2 separate regions of the Rattus norvegicus genome follow, and region 1 is linked to region 2. A link is a contact called in public Hi-C data. All regions are on one chromosome and are shown on one strand. Each heading gives the region's core, a stretch centred on a gene start, on an enhancer-like site or on the middle of the called end of the contact. The rest is flanking DNA. Distances are from core to core; before and after follow the strand shown. Region 1 has its middle 57 kb from the start of Gk. Region 2 holds the start of Gk (glycerol kinase).

Region 1 (3,269 bases), core at 325-2,824, 57 kb before region 2:
TGTACCACATTTTCTGTATCCATTCCACTGTTGAAGGGCATCTGGGTTCTTTCCAGCTTCTGGCTATTATAAATAAGGCTGCAATGAACATAGTGGAGCATGTGTCTTTGTTATATGTTGGGGCATCTTTCGGGTATATGCCCAAGAGATGTATATTGCAGTTTCTACTTCTTACTAAAGGTGCCATTCTCTATAGAAACCCAATTTTTTGAAGATAAACAATCTTATTGTTACATTTCTTTAAAAATACATATGGCCTGATTTGGGCCTTTAATCCCATCACAACAGAGTCATAGTTAGGCCTGGCCTACACAGAAAGTTCCAGAAAAGCTAGGTCTATGTAGTGAGACCATTTCTCAACAATAATAACAATAAATTTAATATAATGTATTTCGATCATATTTATTTCTATTACCCTTTCATATACTTCACATTACAGTTTTTAACAGACCCTTGCCTTGTAGCCAAGGAACAACCTGTTTTGTATTAGAATATGGTACTCTCCTATTGTTTGGTGGTTGTTGTTTCAAAGGCATACTATTGGAGAGATATCGGTACATAAATATAATTTCATTCAAATAGGCCAGTTTGGTGGTACACATTTTTAATTTCAGCACTCAGAGGCTCAGGCAGGTGGATCATTCATTTGGGACCACTTTGGGTTACATAGTGAATATATCTGTCCAAAACAAACAGAAATAAAAAAGGAGTTTTCAGTCAACTGACTTGCACAACTTCTCTAAGATAGTTCTTTATGCTTGCTTTCCATGTTATGACATCTTTGTTGGCTCCCACCACCTCCTCCATATTCGTTATTTAAATAGGTTAGAAGTCATCCTGTTTCCTGCCTCCGTTTTTATTACCTATGTGAATGTTAGTGCCAACCATGTAAAACAGAGTAAAGGTCATGGAAAGGAATGAAGAAACCTACTGAACATGGGATTTTTGTATAGTTCTTTTAACCAGAATGTTCTTTAAAGCAGAAACTGTAAAGGTCTTACACCACACACACACACACACACACACACACACACACACACACACACACACACACACACACACACACGCCCATACACATACACAAAAAAACACACACACAGACAAAAACACACACCTCCCTGCAGTTCCTAACTTTTCTCTTTTGGAACCTCTGTTTGACCTTTTGCTCAGTTCTGTACTATCAGAGAAAACCAGAGTTGAGAGACAGAATGTAGAGGAAAGAGCACTTATTTGGCATCAGAAAACCCATTTTGGCATCTTTGTTCTGCTGCTCTAAATTTGACTTTCTCCAGAATAGTCATTTAAACCCTGAGGCTTGGTTATCTTATTTATAAATTGAGGTTAATAGCAGCTCATGAAAAGTTTGTCAAAAACACAACAAATAGAAAAAGCATTCGTGTAACATACATATTTAGTTTATCAATTTTTCAAGTTCTAAACATGAATATTTGATGTGTTGGGTCTTTTGGCACTTTAAAAAAAATCCCGGGACATTTGAATGATCTACTACTGGCTCTGCTAAAATGACTTCTGCCCTTTACTCTCTTGGATAAGCCTGTTCAGAGGCTGGGCTTGGCGACTCAGACTTGTAATCTGAGAACTTGGAAGGTGAAATCAAGGTCACCCTCAGCAATATAGTGAGTTATTCATTAGTTTGGGCTACAGGAGTCTGTTTTATAAATTAGTTCATAGTCCCTTCATGAGACCTTCATGCTTACTTCTGTCCAGGTTTTACTAAATCTTGCAATTCTTATTTACCTAATACAAATCCTCCTGAAGCACCTGGAGTCTTTCATTTTTTATTTATTTTTATTTGTATTTTTATTGGACTTTTTTATGTACCTTTCAAGTGTTACTCCCTTTCCTGGTTTCCTGTACACAAGCCCCCCTATCCCACCCCTCCCGTTCTTCTATGAGGGTGTTCCCCCTCTGCAACCCCCCTCCTTACCACCTCTGCACCCTGACATTTCCCCTACACTGGGGGGTCCAGCCTTGGCAGGACCAAGGGCTTCGCCTGGAGTCTTTCCAGAGCACAGGCTGTAAAAAAATTCATCTTATGAGTCTAGATAACACACAGGGCACACAAAAGATAACTAAAAAGGGAAAGTGGGGAAAAGATGAATAAAACAAGCATTGGTAAAATAATAATATTAATGGCTTATTATTATTATTATTATTATTATTATTATTATTATTATTATAGAATCTGGGTGTGGTTGCTACTTTCCTGTAATCCCAACATTTAAGATGTAATGGTAAGAATATCACTGCAAATTTCCTTCTGAACTAACACCATGGTCTGTACCTATAATTTCAATAGTCAGGGGCAGAGGAAAGAGGATTACAAGATTAAGTGCAGCCTCAGCTACATAGTAACCACCTGGTGAGCCTCAGGAAGTCATCACAACCATGTATTGCTGAGGATGGTGACATATGCCTGAAATCTGAGGACATGCGAGCTGCAATCAGGGACATGGCAATTCAAGGTCAGCAGCTACTTTGTTTAGGCCAGACCTTGATACCTGAGTCTGTCACACACAAGCAAACAAACAGTCTCAAAAAGGGAATGGAGGAAGAACTGCTGATCGGCCTAGAAGGATAAGAACAATTTGATTGACAAAAACTAGAAAACACAGCATCTTGGATGAAGGGAACATGAAGAACACTCTCATTTGGGAGTGATTAGAGTATACCCAGGGAAGTTACAGGGAGAGAAAGACAAATTGGAACTGACTTTGAAATCAAAGGTGAGGACATATAAAGAGCTCACAGTCCTGCTGGGCTAATATTAACTTCTTCCCCTAGGTGCTGGGAATTATCTGCTCCCTACTTCTCCTAAGACTGTAAGAGAACCAACTCCTTTCCTCTGACAGCAGCTAACTCACATTAGGAGCTGGTTCCAGGATGATCAGAGTGAACCTCTATGGTTTACTTTTTATACCCTCTTCCTCCTATTGTTACTTTGCACTCACTGACTCTGACTTCCTGACCCTGATTTTGGTTTTTTATTGTTGTTGTTGTTGCTTTCTCCATCTTTATTAAATTGGGTATTTCTTATTTACATTTCAACTGTTATTCCCTTTCCTGGTTTCCAGGCCAACATCCCCCTCACCCTCACCTTCTATATGGGTGTTCCCCTCCCAATCCTCCCCCATTATCCCCCTCCCCACAAGAATCACATTCACTGGGGGTTCAGTCTTAGCAGGACCCAGGGCTTCCCCTTCCACTGGTGCTCTTACTAGGATATTCATTGCTACCTATGGGGTCAG
Region 2 (3,696 bases), core at 1,000-3,499:
ATCCATTTTTTTGCCTTCCTTTTAAGACAAGGTCTTATGTAGCCCATTCTGGTATCATTTCCCTATAGAGCTGAGGATTACCTTGAATTCCTGATCATTCTGTCTCTACTTACCCATGTGCTGGGATCTCAGGCATATCTGTCTGACCAGATGAAAGGGAGACAAATCTGTGAAAGTTTAGAGTAAATATTTAGGGTATGGAATTAAGATAGGGTGAGCTAGACTTTTCCATTTAGGAAACGTTTGTTGTTTTTTTGTTTTGTTTTTTAAGAGGACATTTGAGTGGTTTGGGAACATTAAAATAGTATTGTGACTTTTCACATTTGTTTTGGTGACAGCAGTAAAGTTGTGAGATATACACTATTCTAAGAACCACCTAAATTAAGGTTCTTTCGTGTGGTTGTACTTTCATTTCATCTGAAGTGACTGAATTCTGATCCCTACTGTGCTGCTAAACAAATAATTTGCTGTCCTGTTGGAATCTGAGCCACAACTATGCTAAAGTTCAGATGTGGTCAGGATTTTTTTTTAATGGTTCAACATAGTAAGGTTTTGTTCTTACTGACTTCTAGAACTAAGAGAATCCTTACCCATATAATGTATTCAATTAATGCCTATCAAAAATTTGATGGAGAAGTTAGCCTAGTGTCTTAATATTTGTCTATTCTGCCTGTCTGCTTCTTATTTTATTCCAGGAAATCAAAAAGTACTGACTTATCTGAAAGCTATCAGTTCTCAGCAAGTGTAGCATCTCTATAAGCAGTCCCCATCTGGAACACCAGGACAGGAAATTGTGCTTTAAGAGAAAGTGAGGCAAAACTATATAAACATATAAACAAATATGCATGAATGAGGTGGTATAGAGTAAACTAATAAAAATTGTAAGGTGCTCAAAATAGTGTGAGGTTTGGGAAATGGATGGAGAGACATTGGGAATAGTATCAAGTCTGAAGATGACAGGCAGCATGGTAGCTTACAAAATCAATATTTGCTTGTTTCCTTCCTTCCCTCCTCACCTCCCCTTTTTTTGGTTGTAAGGTAGCCAAGGATGGCCTTGAACATCTTTCTGATCCTCTTCCATAGTGGGTTATAGACTTGCACTAAATCACCTAGCTCAATTTAGTGATTTTTTTCCAATCAAGATATTAAAAACTGATATGCCATACAACGAAATACATAGAACGCATAGCATAGATAAAAGTGCTTTCAGAAAATATTTTAAAATATACACGAGTATACAGTATATAATTATACACAAAAAGTGCAAGTGCAACGAGCAGCCCACAAACTCCAGCTCCACGTTGTTTTGCAAACTATTTCTCACTCCAGGTCCAGTCCAAAGTTTGAAAGCCTTTAGAACACATGCCTCCAAAGGATCTAGGTAAGGTAAATTCAAGGTCAAGTGAGATTCCCAATTTGCTCCCAACCTAGTTCACAGTGCTTAAGAGAGCGGAAATGGTGCATAGGGGAGGGTATACTCAGTGAAGCCAAGCAAAAAAGGCCAGAGCACTTCAGGACTGGGAGGTGCTGAGTGTTTCCTTCATGGTTGGTCAAACTTGAGATACTGGAGATAATGGTTTGATACGTTTTTCTTAGGTTATAAGCCCAAATAACTTCCGCATTCCTTTTCCCAGGTCTACAAAAGTGAGGGGTTCGCTTGGCTCCTGCAGCTGGTCGCGCCCTGATATGATGCCGGTAAAAGAGCTTATTGTTACTAGCAGGGGCTCAGCACGGGGGGACGTGGGAAGCGCGGGGACGAAAGAACCGTGTCGTCCAATGGCGACTCAGGTCGCGCTCTGTACAGCCTACCAGAGAGGGAAGAGGCCGCTCGGCACTCCAGGTTGCTCCTGCGGGCTTAAGTCTCAGGGTTCTGTTCAAGCCTCAGGGCCGGGTGCGGGGAGTGTTCTGTGTGGCCCCGCCCTCCGTTAAGCCTTAGCTTGGCTAAAGGCAGATGCTCCTCCCGTCGCCAACCACGTGACCCACCGCGCGGACCACCGTCCCCGCCCGGCGCTGACCCCGCCCCCGTGACGTCTCACAACCCTCAGATTGGCCTGCTGCTGGGCCTCTTTCTGTAGTCGCTCATTGGCCGGCCCGGAAGACAGCGCCCCCCCCTTTGCCACGCCTCCCGAGGCCTCCGGGAATGTAGGGAGGGGCGGGGCCTGAGTCGGAGGGGCGGGGCGACGCGGCCCGGCGCGAGTAAAGGGGCTGCCTAGGAGCCCAGTGAGCCTTCAGCAGAAGCGCGCTGCTTGCCCTCCGCTCTCCCTGCTCCGCCCTCCGCAGCCCTCCACAGTCACCCCGGAGACCAGCCCTGTTAAGCTCTCGGCTCTGAAGCTGACTGATTTCCATGGCAGCCGCGAAGAAAGCAGTTCTGGGGCCATTGGTGGGAGCAGTGGACCAGGGTACCAGCTCGACACGTTTTTTGGTGAGTCCGGGGTGACATCTTCTCAGCCCCTGAACTGGGACACTAACTGGAGGACGGAAAGGCGGGGTGTTGCGTCCTCAGTCCGCGCCTCTTGTTCTCCTGGGCCCTAGCTGCTGGGGCAAGTAAGGGAGGCCAAAGAGGGGACCTACCATTCTGGGATTGCTCTGTCCTGGCCTGGGAAGATCTTAGCCTCCTAGGACCCCCACACCCCCGCAGTAGAGTTGAGCAGTCTCAGCCTTGGTGGTGGAGCCAGGTCATATATCAATAGGGAGATTCTTTACTCTTGGAGCATCCACACAGGGCAACCCCGGTGCAGTAGGGGACAGGTGGTCACATTGACACCGCTGTGGTCCTCCCTAGGAGCGTTTGGCCTGCTAGGCACAGGACGTCCTTGGATGGAGGGAAAGCTGTGTCACGGCTGTGGTAACCCAACATAGTGTCCTTTCAAGCGGTAGAACGAATAAAGTATTAGCATGCTGATGCATTGTCATCCTCTACCACAGAAATTGCAGAGGATAGGCTACTGAGGGGGTGGAGGAACATATTGGGAAACAGACACATTACAATGTTCTGTTATCTTTATTTCATTTCAAGAGCTTAATAATTTCAATTCTGATACTTTGACCATTCTCATCAGATATTGTCCACTCTGCTCAACTGTTTAATGTGACAGGGCCATTCTACTTAGTATGCATGACGAGAATTACCATAAAGAGGTGCTGTTTAAATATCTCTTTGCTGGTTCGTTTTGCAGTGAAGAAGTTTAGCACTTCTTTTCTTTTCCTTTTTTGTTTTGCTTTTGAGATGGGGGGGTCTGCCTGTTCACACCAGAGAAGCCTGGAACTCGTGATCCTCCTGCCTCAGCCAGGCAAATGCTGGAATAACAGGCATGAGCCACTGCTTGCTCACAGCTAGGAAACTTGCTCTTGAAGTGATCTAGCATTCAGTTCAGTGAGATAATTTCAAAGTAATTTATGTGAATAGAGAGCTGCTAAAAGCCCATGCTTCAGTGGACATTTGACTAACCTGGAGTTGATGTAAATATTTAGTGATTAATTACCCCCCTCTTTTATTTCTTTATCAAACACAACTTTTATTCAATTACTTATTTACTTTGTACCCTTAGGGGTTGATGCCCTTGCCTATAGCATGGTAGGCAGGCAGGCAGTCTGTCACTAAGCTACATCCCCAACTCTTCTGTATTATATGGTGAGTGTGAGCCCATATACCTGTGTGTATGAGCAGCACCTGTGTGTGTTTTCTTCCACTCGCAC

The links. Hi-C and Micro-C count contacts between places; a contact is called where the count stands out from the background.
Region 1: a Hi-C map of liver shows a contact between it and region 2, with 3 times the contacts expected there. The contact joins the enhancer-like site here to the promoter of Gk in region 2. A contact is called at or near these places in 3 of 12 Hi-C or Micro-C datasets (hepatocytes, kidney and liver).

Annotation. Positions count from the first base shown.
Region 1 is chrX:54,245,131-54,248,399 of GRCr8, reverse strand. No RefSeq gene overlaps it. Among named protein-coding and RNA genes, the nearest start is that of Gk, 57 kb to the right of the region's middle. Within about 2 kb of position 1,574, at least 2 of the 93 cell types and tissues checked have an H3K27ac peak or open chromatin away from gene starts, as enhancers often do. A contact at or near this core is called in kidney and liver, where this site is marked.
Region 2 is chrX:54,188,284-54,191,979 of GRCr8, reverse strand. Gk (glycerol kinase) reads left to right here and starts at 2,249. Exons shown (of 19, transcript NM_024381.2): 1 at 2,249-2,422. The coding sequence starts at 2,345.